Linked DNA regions of Mus musculus: all the other regions are linked to region 2. A link is a contact called in public HiChIP or PLAC-seq data. All regions are on one chromosome and are shown on one strand. Each heading gives the region's core, a stretch centred on a gene start, on an enhancer-like site or on the middle of the called end of the contact. The rest is flanking DNA. Distances are from core to core; before and after follow the strand shown.

Region 1 (3,919 bases), core at 269-2,768, 410 kb before region 2:
TTGGCTCTATCTCTCACCGTGAGTCATGTCTAGAGCCACCTGTGCGGGGCTATCACTTCCACAGCTAATTAGGCTCAAGACGCCTCCCTGTCCTGTAGCCTTTCAGAGGTGGGAATCAGGCCTGGTCCTGACCACTTAAGGAGGGCCACACCTTGATAGCAGCCTCATGACAGTGCCATGACTCCCAGGGATCCCACCAGCGGCCAGATTCCTGAATATGATTCAAACCGGAATTAAGTGCAGTTGGTGAGAACCTGCCAGGGTTGCCAGAACTGAAGGAAGAGTTATTACAGTTTTTGGAATGGCATCAAGTAGCAACTGGTGTGGGCAGTGTGCTAGCATTTAGTGTAAGGTATTTCTTTCTGGTCGCCTCTGACAGGTAACCTGACCTAGCTCTGAGATAGCAAGAAGCCAGCCAGCTGGTATCTACAAAACAAAGTTGCCTGCTTGCGGATTTCGTTCCGCATACCTTCATTTTTTGATTGCCCCTGCTTCAGGAACTTCAGTCAAGCTTACAGGAAGTGAGGCCCTTTGCCCAGATGCCTACAGCTAAGTAGGGAGGGGCCAGAAGGAAGTCTTATTTGCAGACCACTTTTCCCTTACCATTTTGTTGTTGTTTGGTTTGGTTCTTGTTGATTTGGGGGGGCTGGTGTTGTTTGTTTTACTTTATTTTGTTTTAAGACCGGAATTTATGTAGCCCAGGCTTGGGAGGAACTCCTGATCTTCCTGTCTGAACTTTCCAACTCTAACGCAAAGCACAGTCAGTCTTTTAGATATCCACAGTACAGGTCCCCCTGCAGAACACACTCCAAGCTCAGCAGCAGCCAGCGGCCTTTTTCTTGTTTACTGTTTGAGCTCTGGTGTTTCCAGCAGTTCTTGAAAGTGGAGCTGCTGCCTGTCTAGTGATAGTGCCCACACTGACCGAGTACAATGACTGAGGCCACTGCTGGACTTAGTATCTACATGACAAGGAGAGCCCCTAGCACCTGGACAAAAGGACACTTGGACTACCCACCTCTTGTTACAAGCTACAAAGAGTTTTTTTTCCCCCCCCTAGGTTCTCTTTTTTGTTCCTATTGCCTTTGTGACTTGCATTTCCCCCCTCAAATGGCCTGCCAACAGTACAGACTCTGTTGGAAGTTGCCAAAAGGGAAGCAGGGACAATTCCACCCCAGGCAGGCAGAAAGGATTGCTGATAATCCTTGCAGGCTGGGAGGGGCAGGGGAAAAGGCCTTTCTATGGCCTCTTGTTAGGAGAGCTTGTCACCTCAGGGTTGTAGGGAGCCTGTGGCTCTCTCTGCTTGTCCACCAGGAAACGAATGCAGCAAAAATGAATGCAGAGGATGGGATCATTTTGAAGAGTTACAATACTTAGATATGAATAATTTTCTGAAGAGCGATTGCAGTAAATGTTGAAAGGGGTGGAGTTGGTGAGGAAAGACATCAACCCTAACTTGGGCAAAAGCTTGGGAGCCCAGGCAGATAGGATGGGAGATAAGGCTCCAACTGGGTTAGTCACACCCTCCTACACACAATTCACTTGGCAAACACTCTCACTAACAAAGCAGGCCCGTGCTTCAAACAGAAGGCAGTACAGTCCAAACACCCAGGGTGCCTAGAAAGGTAGTTTTAAATCATTTTAAAAATTTTTACCCAAAAGATCTGGGGAAAAAATATGTTTTTTTTTTAAATGAAAAAATCCATGACACTCGTATGGCCACAGAAGAAGTTAAGGTTCCCCACTGAACTCTCTGAGAAGGCGACAGAGACAACAGAGGGTCTCAATTTGTATTGAAGTGGAAGACAGATAGATGGTTATTCCAACACAGGAATCGAGGGAAAGGAGGGGATGGAGAGGAGGGACCAGTGACAGTCGTGGACCCCATGCCCCTTCTTTCTGTTCTCAGGTCAATCCATTAGGATCTCTCTCTCTCTCTCTCTCTCTCTGCTCTTTGTTCCAGCTATAAAAAAAAATCCTACTTAGTTTAAGACTCCTGTCCTTCGAGGGTATAGGTGTCAGCCCTATCATTGCCTTGGAAATGGAAGTCCCTCCTAGAGTTCAGAAGAAAGGAACAGGTAAGAACAATGTATAGTGTATTCTATCAAAACAAAAACAAAACCAAAAAAACAAAATAAAGATTCACATACAGCTCTACACACTTGTCTCAGAACCCAAAGAAACAAAAGGTGTTCTACCTCCACCAACAACCGGCAGGGTCCCAGCTCCAGCCTCTTGATTCTTTTTCCATCATCTAGGGTCTACCTACTGCCCTCTTTCTCTCCCTTTTTCTCTTTGTGGGCCATTATGTAAATCTAAAGGATATGTGTTCATTTGTGTAATAAATGAAATGTTCATAGATGACTATGCCACAATCCCTAAGCTCCCCCACCCCCCACCCCTTATGCTATACAATTCAAAGAAAGAAAAGTCAAACCGAGACTCCCATTTGGCACCCAGCCCCATTTGTCCCTTACCACCTACAAGCTCCATAGAAGCAGCCTGCACACCGTTTGTTCTTGTTTGGATTGGTTTTCACACATTCGCAATGGCATATGACTAAAGTCTTAACTCGTTCCTGAAGTCTAAAGGCAGGCATGACCTCAACCATCAAGCATTACTGCACTCGGGAATTATAATTCAAATTCATACCTGCATATGCACCACTTCCTGCCTTAACAGTCACGTGCTCACTTCACTCCACTTGCATCCTTCACTATTCAGCATCCGATTGAGAGGCCTGGAGAATAAGATCTCTCTCCTCCATCTCTCTTCTTACAGAAAGCTTTACATTCTCTCTAATTGTTCTGAGATGCTCCAATGCAGTCTTTCTCTACTTACCTCCCCTCCCCACAAGACCGCTCCTCACTGTGTAGCCCAAGCTATCCTTTAAGCTCATGACCCTCCTGCCTCGGCCTTGCATCCCTAGGATTACAAGGCTGTGCTCTCATATCTGGCTCCTGAAATCTTGTTTCTAAAAGTTCATGTAATCTCTGACTTTTTCCCCCTATAAGTTGATGGATGGTTCTGAACAAATGAAAGAAAGCCATCAATCATCCTTAAAATTCATATTTTATAATGACATGATAACATTTTGATGAACCCCCTTGACAGTTCTACTTTTAGTATGCATTCTTTGAGAAATATACCATGGCACATTTAATACCTCTTTAAAATATATTTGCATTTTATTAACTTTCACAGCATCTGCATTCATTTGAAATTTCCTATGGCTCATATTTTATCATATCCCACTCTTTGATGGTTTTTCTTTTAAACTGTCTTAAGCTACTTTTAAAAAGGGTGGAGGGGTGATGAAATAACTTATTATTTCTTAAGTATTTCACAACAATTCTTGGTGTATGGAACCTTAGCCCAGAGATATTTTACAGGAATCCCTTCCCTATTCTGGGCTTTTCAGACCGACTCTCTTGTCTACCACTGTGACTTCCAGCAGTCAACTTCCCTTTAAACTTTGTGTTAAGAACAAGGAGAAAGCAAAAGCCAAGATCTATGGACACCTCTTCAGTTTAGATGTTACAAGCTATTTTAAAAAGCAGGCTTGAAATTGTCTCAGGGTTTCCAAATGCCAAGACTGTAAGAATATATATAACTATTTTCAAAAGAAGGGTGTGATTTGTTTGAGATATTTAAGTCAAGATGTTTAAGATACAAGTGATAATACAGATCTGATCAGAAGTCAGCATACCCATCTGCTTATAGCTCAGAGTCAGGGTCTTGCAATCTCATTTTTCTAAGCCAAATGAAGAAAAATATTTTTTAAAAAAATCCTTGATAGACAAGAAACAGAGTAAGGGGGGAACACGCATCCACCCACTTAGCACTGGCAGGGCACAGGCCTTCCCAGCTAGACCTCAGCCTTTCTCACATGGCCATTATCTACCATATGGCTCTCCCGACA
Region 2 (3,709 bases), core at 1,208-3,707:
GGAAAATGCCCATGGTACAGTATTGTTCATTAAACAAACCAAGAGCAGAGGTGCCCAGGACTGTACTGAGATAGCTATCTTCTGTGTCAAGGCCTTGGTACCTAGATATTTGAGCCAACATTGTTCTAGATGTCTCTGAGAAAGTCTTGCTTAGATGTCATTAACATTGCAGGCTGAGTAAAGACAGTCACACCTCAGAATGCAATACATCTCTCCCAAAAAAGGGGAAGCCCTTAGCAGAAAAAAAAAAAAACACTGAGAAGGAGAAGTTTGCCAACAGACAGCAGTCATACTCTAGCTCAACCTCTAGAGTACTACAATTCTTTAGGAAAGATGTTATGGTGACCGCCCCCCCACCATAAAATTATTTTTGTTGCTACTTCATAACTGTAATTTTTCTATTGTTGGGAGTCATGATGTAAATATCTCTGTTTTCTGATGGTCTTAGGTGATGCAATTCCTGTGGAATGTTAGTTGACCCTTAAAGGGGGTCGGGGGTCGTGGTCCACAGATTGAGGACCGCTGCTTTAGCTGTAGTACTGTTTCTTGAGGAATTCAACCTGCAGGTGTATTTTATACCTGCAGCCCTTAGACTTGACTGCTGCTGGGGTATCATCTGTATTAGACAACCCTTATAAGTCTCCTCTTTCCTTTCCTCCCTTACCAACCTCTCTCCCCACCTACATCCATCTCTTTTCCTCCTCCTTTCTTCACCTCTTCCTTCTTTCATTTCTCTCTCTCTCTCTCTCTCTCTCTCTCTCTCTCTCTCTCTCTCTCATCTACACACAGAGAATCTCTTGGTTATGTTTTTATAGAGAATGTTGACTAATACTAATAAGATGTTAAGGATGGAACTGGAAGAGGGGCTGTGTGGGGGAGGACTAGGAGGAGAAGTGGGACTGCGATCAAGATGATGAGAGAGAGAGAGAGAGAGAGAGAGAGAGAGAGGAATGGGGCTGAAGAGAAGGCTTATAGTTAAGACTGTCTACTGATCTTGCAGAGAACCCAGCTTCAGTTCCCAGCACACACCTCAGGCAGCTCACAGATACCTCAACTCCAGATCCAGGGGATCCAACACTTCTGGCCACTGTGGGTACCTACATGCCCACCGACAAGCCCGTATGGTGAAATACATAAAATTTTAAATAACATAAATAAATCTTTAAAGAGGTATTTATATCTGTATTATGGTTATTCCAGTGAAACAAGTATAGACATTTTATAAATCAAAAGAATATACTGGTGTATAGCTGCTGTGGTTTTTCAAAATGCCTATTTGAAAGAGAACTCTTGAAGTAAGAGAAATCTCCAGGCCACCCATGAGTCACACCATCATAGAGATTCCCCTGATCAAAACCAAATGTCATATTGCTGCTTGAGAAATGTCACATAATTAGAAGGAGACTGAATAAGAGTCATCCACCTGCCACAGCATGAGGGAGGGGATGTGAGAGAGAATGAATGGGAAGACAAAGCTGGTGACACACAGTGACATAGTGTACCTGGTACAGGGCTTGGCCCTGGAGGCACAGCAGGCCCCACAGCATTCATACAGCACAATGGGAAGAGATGCTGTGAGCAGCTCATGCCATCAAAGTCGAGTTACTGCCAATAAATCATAGAAAGACCACAGCATCCCTAAGAGCAGAAGAGAGCCTTGTACCTTCCCACTCTTTCCCCACATGAGGACCCCCATGGCTCAGCTTAAAGGCTAGACACATGAAAAGGGGCTATGTACCTACTGAGCATTGATCTTTCTACTCACTTGTTCGGACTGATGCATTTTACTGATTCAGACAAAATTATAATTTGCTTTTTGTAAGATTCCTTCCTTATGAAAAGATTATAATTTATCATGTATTTTCCCCCAAAGTAATAATCTCTAAATCACTCGATGAATGTATCCCTAAATTGTGGTTTAAATAATGCATCATGATGCACAAAGTAACTAGGGTAAGATGGAATTTAACAAATATATCTTTCAAGTATTAACATGCTGTCACTACAGATTTAACTTGGTGATAGAGTGCTTGCTTAGCATGGGCATGAACCTGGGGGTAATTTCCTGTACAATTAAAAAAAAAAGACAATTGGTGGCTGCTGAGAGAAGGAGAAGAGTTTTCTTCAAGAACGATACCCCTGACAGGTTCCCGTGCTTCAGTGAATGATCTACACATGCGCACATACTGGCATCACTAAGCACAGTTAGTGGTTTTTTTCTTTTTAAAGGAGCACATAATTTGGGAGGGAATAGTGGTGGGCAAGAAAGTGGAAGAAATGGGGGAGTAGGAATACATGGTGACTTTGAGCAGAACATATTATATACATGTATGAGATTTTCAAACAATAAAAGCAAACAAAAACACAGCAAAAGCCCAAAGAAGCACATAGCCCAACCACGACTCATTACATTCTTATTACATTCTTGTAACACTTACTGATATGCCACAAGTATTATAAAACAAACCTAAGAGTAGAAAACGTCCAAGTTCTTGCAATCTTCAGCAATAGTGACTTACCATGTAGCTTGGGAGGACAGCAAAGTGCCTCTGTTGTTCTGGAACCTCACAGAAGCCTCCAAGCCAGCAATTCATAAGAAGAAATTCTCAAAAGGCAATGAGATTTTTCATTTAAAATTGTATGGCTTTTAGTAGCAGCAAAAACGTCCATTAAAACTACTTTTCTTAAAATCATTATAATTTACATTCAGCTTATAAAGTAGTGAGTTACTATATGGTTATTTTTCCCATCTATTCAGAGTTCATAACTAACCCTAACCCTTGCCTGTCCTAGATGAAGAGTTGACTATTGATATTTTTTACTACATGAACACATAGACAAATAGCCTTCTAAGCATATCTGTTAATACACATAGGCTAATACTGTTCTCTGATTTGGACAGCGAAGGTCATGTTCAAAGTGGCTGACAGTGGATGCAGAGACTCACAATTGGTCAAATTGCTGAGGATAAATGATCTTGAGTTCTCATCCCTACACTGGGCATCAATAAGACCCTGTCCAAGGACCAGGGAGCATCATAAGAGAGGAAATAGAAAGACTGTAAGAGCAAGAGGGTGGGGAGGAGTACTGAGCTGTCTTTGGGATGTGACACACCTGTGACAGTCATGATGCACTGTACAATAGCTACCTGCACATCCAAAGTCAAAAATCCATGAAAGTCAGAGGGGTAATGGTTGAGAAGCATACAGGGATCCATGAGCATGGAAGGAAGATGAGAGGGCAACAGGGGCTGAGGGTGATCAACATGCTTATAGACACATGTAAAGACTATAGTAAATAAATTAGAAGATCTAACCTTTTCTGTATTTATTCTAGTAGGTTGCCCCACATGGATTCCCCACGAGGATGATGCACCAGGAAGAACTCTTCATCTCCCGGATGCCTGGGTATCTGTCTAATATTTATCTACTGAAAATACTAAAGCAATAACCACACTTCAGCATGTTAAGTACAAATCAGTCCAGTGAGGCCAGACCTGCCGACTCAAAAAGATGTCAGAGAAATTTCTTTGTAAGGGGGACGTCATAAAACCCTTGAACTCTTCTCCCTTGTGTGTCTCAGAGGAAAGTGGTTTCTCCAAAACCCTAAGGAAGCCACTTTAGCATTTTTTTTCAGAACATAGCTTTGTATTCATCCATTCAGTGCACTCATCTTAGATGCTTTTTAAAAATAGCACATTATTATCTAG
Region 3 (4,072 bases), core at 1,364-3,863, 380 kb before region 2:
ACAGAGCTTGTGATTTATTTACTTAATTTATTTTTTAAATCCCTAGCTATCCTAGAACTTGCTCTGTAGATTAAGCAGGCCTTGAACTCACAGAGATCCACTTGCCTCTGCTTCCTGAATGCTGGGATTAAAGGCGTGCGCCACCACCACCCTGAGGGCCTTTAAAGTCTTGAAACTTCTACCAGAGGGTAAAGAACATAAGCTTTTGGGGTCTTATAAAGGCGCCATCCCAAAACTCAAGACAAACCACATTCTAGTTTCTTTGTGGTTCAGAACAAGGCTCTGGGATGATGAGATTATTAACAGAGCATTTCAGGGTTACAGTCAGAAGTTATGGACCCAATGAGGAACAAGAGTGTTGCATCCCGAGGACAGCGTGGTTGCAGTTTCCGAGTGTGTGAGAAGCTGAATATCCATGTGCAGGTAGGAGCCACTGCTTGTCCTCAGCAAAACATTAGTGAAAGCCTCAGTGATGAAATTAATTCACTGCCCAGTGGGTGAGTGGGTGGGAAACGCCAACGTCACCAGCAAGCCACTGGCGGTTGCCTTCAGGGGCATCAGAGGAAAAGATAAATGCCACCATCCAAGCAGAGACTTCATACTGAGAGGCTCCTGCAGCAGGGACCCTTCACACCCCTAACACCAGGAAAAGGATCGTGCCGTTAGGTTTAGTTTGTATGTTGTATGTTGGGAGCTATTTCTTTCTCTGCTCTGTTCCATGCTCAACACTATTAACTCTGATGATACAATTTGTTCATGTGTTTAGTAGAAACAAATTTAAAACAATATGCTTTTCTACCATGACTGAGAATGCAGAGGATAAATGAAGGATAAATGAATGTTTCAGATTCAAGGAACTGGGGTGGAGTGGGGTGGGAGCTCTCTTCATCATCGTTAAATGGCAAGGGCTTTCAAGACCAAGGCCTCAGTCAGAGAGAGTCGAGGATGGTGAGAGAAAAGGAGAGGCATTTTTCTATATTTTGTTTGCACAATTGGAAACACATCTTGTGCGAAGCCCAAGAAGTTTTAAAAAGGAGAAGTGCGTGGCTTAACTGGATCATTAGCATGCCGAGCGAGCGGAACTGGGACAGGTGTGTGCTAACGTGGTATGGGCACATGGCTGACCCAGTTTCAAGGCAGTGATGCTCCGGAGGGGAAGAGGATAGATGCTGAGGTCACAGAAACAACAGATAACAAAGTAATAATAGCACTTAAGTCAGGGAAGAAGGAAGGAAGGAGAGTTACGCAAGTCAGAGACATCTCCAGTCCCATTTTCTACAGAGTGGGTATTTTTAAGTTCATACTTAAGCCATGAAGTCATTTTTCTCTCTCATTGGTGAAACCCTTGCAGGCATTTTGTAAAACTGTTAGGCCACAAGGCCCAAGCTATTGTATGAAAACAATCTGCCTCATCGAGTGAGAAGAATGGCTTGGAGAAGGGCTGACGTTTCTGAACTTTCAGGGCATCTTGGTTAGGCGGGGAAAGCTCCAAGAGTCAGAAGCAATGATTTGCATCAGGCAACTTAAAATACATATAATCCATTATATTAAAAGGTAGCTGCCAACAACTGTCACAGGTAGACGAGGAATCCTACCTTTGTTTAAAACAAGCTTTAAAAATTAATTGATCTTCTTATTTTTAGAAAGGGAATAAAGGCTTTGATGCTAAATATCTTGAAAAAGTAAAGACTTAGAAGAACTTTTCTCATAAGCAAGCGCTAATGAGTTAAAAAAAAAAAAAAGAGCTCCTTTACTTTGGAGTTCTCTTTGTTAATAACTCGTGCATGCAAATTAACATGTGATGACCCAATATTTATGCTATTTCTCACTACATTTGTCTCAATCCAAGATAAACATGCATCTCAAATTTTTTTTGGTATATATGAAAGCCTTTACAATAAACATATTTAAATCAAATAGTTCAGATTATTTGAAAATAGTAAAAACTAGTTCATGGTTTTCTGAGGATACTGAAGGAGCCAGGGAGGGCTAGCCTCAAATTGGGGGGAAAAAATAATCAGTGACTAAATAAAAACAAGGTTGGTTTGAGTCACCCATGTAAAACAAACAACAAACAAACAAACAGGTATTCGGTGGTAGTGGTGGGGGTATTAGGAGGCTCAGAGCTGATTAAAATCGACTTTCGCTCAACTGCTGAGCTCCAGGTTCTTTAAGAGACACTGACTCAAAACTAAGGCGGAGAGACAGATAACAGATAACACACTCATATACACACATGAATACACAGAAAAACATCTCTTATTCACACACACACACACACACACACACACACACACACACACACACACAAATTAAAAGGTAAAAAAAATACAAAAAAAAAGAGAAGTGGAAGAAAGGCCAAATCACAGAAAACTTACTACAGCTATAAAATACTATGCAATAGTTATACTTATTGATCAGGAAAGATTTTATGATCATTACATGTGAAAATAATACAAATTTAAGAGTGCACACGTGCTTGTATGTGCGTTCAAATACAAAGTGTATGTAAAGTCTGGAAGCCCAGACAGAAACCAGTGGACATGCTCGGTCCTTCACTGTGCTAAGAGTGGTGATGACTTCGCCATTTTTACATTTGTCGGGTGTTCCACATTTTAACAAACCACAGGAATTTGTGATTTGTTTTCAAACCCAATAACTGTGTGATTCATATGCTCCCCTGAACGTGGCTTTCGGCTATATTTAGACAGGAGAGTTTTCCATGCTATGCTAACACAATAAAACAAGAGTATAATTAAATCTGTTATAGTCTACTTAAATATTAATCAGTTGAAATAGATCATTGATTGAGAGATGAAAACTAAATTATTTTGTTCAATGACTTCATACACATATAAATACATACAATGTATATATAAAGTGTTAAGACTGCACACTTAAAAATACATACATACATACATACATACATACATACATACATACATGTATAGAGGTCTCAGACTGCTGGTGCAGGCATGAAGAAGTATACATAAAACCACTGAAGAAGTCCCAGGCATGTGGGGAGACACACAATATGGAAACCCTTTTATTCTATTTAGTTTTCTGTTCCTATAATAAGATAATCTGATTAAAAACAACTTGGGGGAGGAACAGGTACTTTATTTAGGTAATATTTATAGGTCATAATCTATAACGAAGAAAAAAATCATTTAGTTAACCACCCTTCCTTGAGCTTCTTTGTCTTTTTTTCTAGACCATGAACAGAAATTTCCAACCAGTAGGCAAATTCAAGGGAAACCTATCATCCCTTTACTCTGCGATACAAATGTTAAGATGGGAAGAACTTTCTCTGGGGGTGGGGTTGGGGGAGGAGAAATGTCTTAGTGGCTTGCTGGGCAAGCATAAAGAACTGAGTTGGATCCTAGCACCTACTAGCACCTATGTAAGAAGCTGGGCGTGGTCATGCACATACCTATAACCTCAGCGCTGCGTAGGGCTGAGACCAGAGGATTGTTGGCATTTGTCGGCTTCTAGCTAGCCCTAGGTTCAGTGAGAGATCCTGTTTTGGAAGAATAAGGTGTTATGGTGATAGAATAAGACACTTAAAACAGCCTTCTCGGGCCACCACACACACATGGGCATGCATCAATACCCTCCACACAGCTCGCATGCATGCACACACATACAGAGGTAGATGATGGAAGGGAGACAGAATAGCAGATCATACCCAGAGAAAGCATGGTAGGCAGTTGGAGAACTTGGAGCCTGGAGGCTGGGCTGCCCCTTTCTGCAAGCCTCCTAGAAGAGTCTGCCTGGCCCAGGGGACCTTTCTGTGCCTCTGCTTTTTATCTGGGGATACATACAGTACCTGTCATCTAGGAGTGTTTCAGGACTAAAAAAGCTAAGACTGGAAGAGCACAGGGTAATAATTTCTTACAACAACATTTTCCAGCTCTATTAATGTGTGTTTATTGTGGAAACTCCCAGTGGAGCACCATTTGGTTTTTGGAAAATAATAACAGCTTTCTTGCTGGCATCGACAGAAGAGCATCTTCTCTTTCTTTTCTAAATAACAAGACCCTGGACCAAGATCCCTACTCTGAGAAACAGG

What was found. HiChIP or PLAC-seq counts read pairs in DNA pulled down with a chosen protein or histone mark.
Region 1: a CTCF HiChIP or PLAC-seq map of the NIH/3T3 cell line shows a contact between it and region 2, with 5 read pairs. The contact joins two enhancer-like sites. A contact is called at or near these places in 1 of 15 datasets of contacts at CTCF or cohesin (the NIH/3T3 cell line) and 1 of 115 datasets of contacts at active chromatin or transcription factors (pancreatic cancer cells).
Region 3: a CTCF HiChIP or PLAC-seq map of the NIH/3T3 cell line shows a contact between it and region 2, with 11 read pairs. The contact joins two enhancer-like sites.

What each region holds. Positions count from the first base shown.
Region 1 is chr1:77,460,918-77,464,836 of GRCm38.p6, forward strand. The region is part of intron 3 of Epha4 (Eph receptor A4); the gene reads right to left. Among named protein-coding and RNA genes, the nearest start is that of Mir6352, 34 kb to the right of the region's middle. Within about 2 kb of position 1,519, at least 86 of the 459 cell types and tissues checked have an H3K27ac peak or open chromatin away from gene starts, as enhancers often do. A contact at or near this core is called in the NIH/3T3 cell line, where this site is marked.
Region 2 is chr1:77,867,869-77,871,577 of GRCm38.p6, forward strand. The region is part of intron 1 of Gm33083 (a long non-coding RNA gene); the gene reads right to left. It overlaps Gm33030 (a long non-coding RNA gene), which reads left to right. Exons shown (of 4, transcript XR_373561.2): 3 at 3,337-3,407. Among named protein-coding and RNA genes, the nearest start is that of Gm33083, 27 kb to the right of the region's middle. Within about 2 kb of position 2,458, at least 8 of the 459 cell types and tissues checked have an H3K27ac peak or open chromatin away from gene starts, as enhancers often do. A contact at or near this core is called in the NIH/3T3 cell line, where this site is marked.
Region 3 is chr1:77,486,973-77,491,044 of GRCm38.p6, forward strand. All of the region lies in intron 3 of Epha4 (Eph receptor A4), which reads right to left. Among named protein-coding and RNA genes, the nearest start is that of Mir6352, 7.8 kb to the right of the region's middle. Within about 2 kb of position 2,614, at least 21 of the 459 cell types and tissues checked have an H3K27ac peak or open chromatin away from gene starts, as enhancers often do. A contact at or near this core is called in the NIH/3T3 cell line, where this site is marked.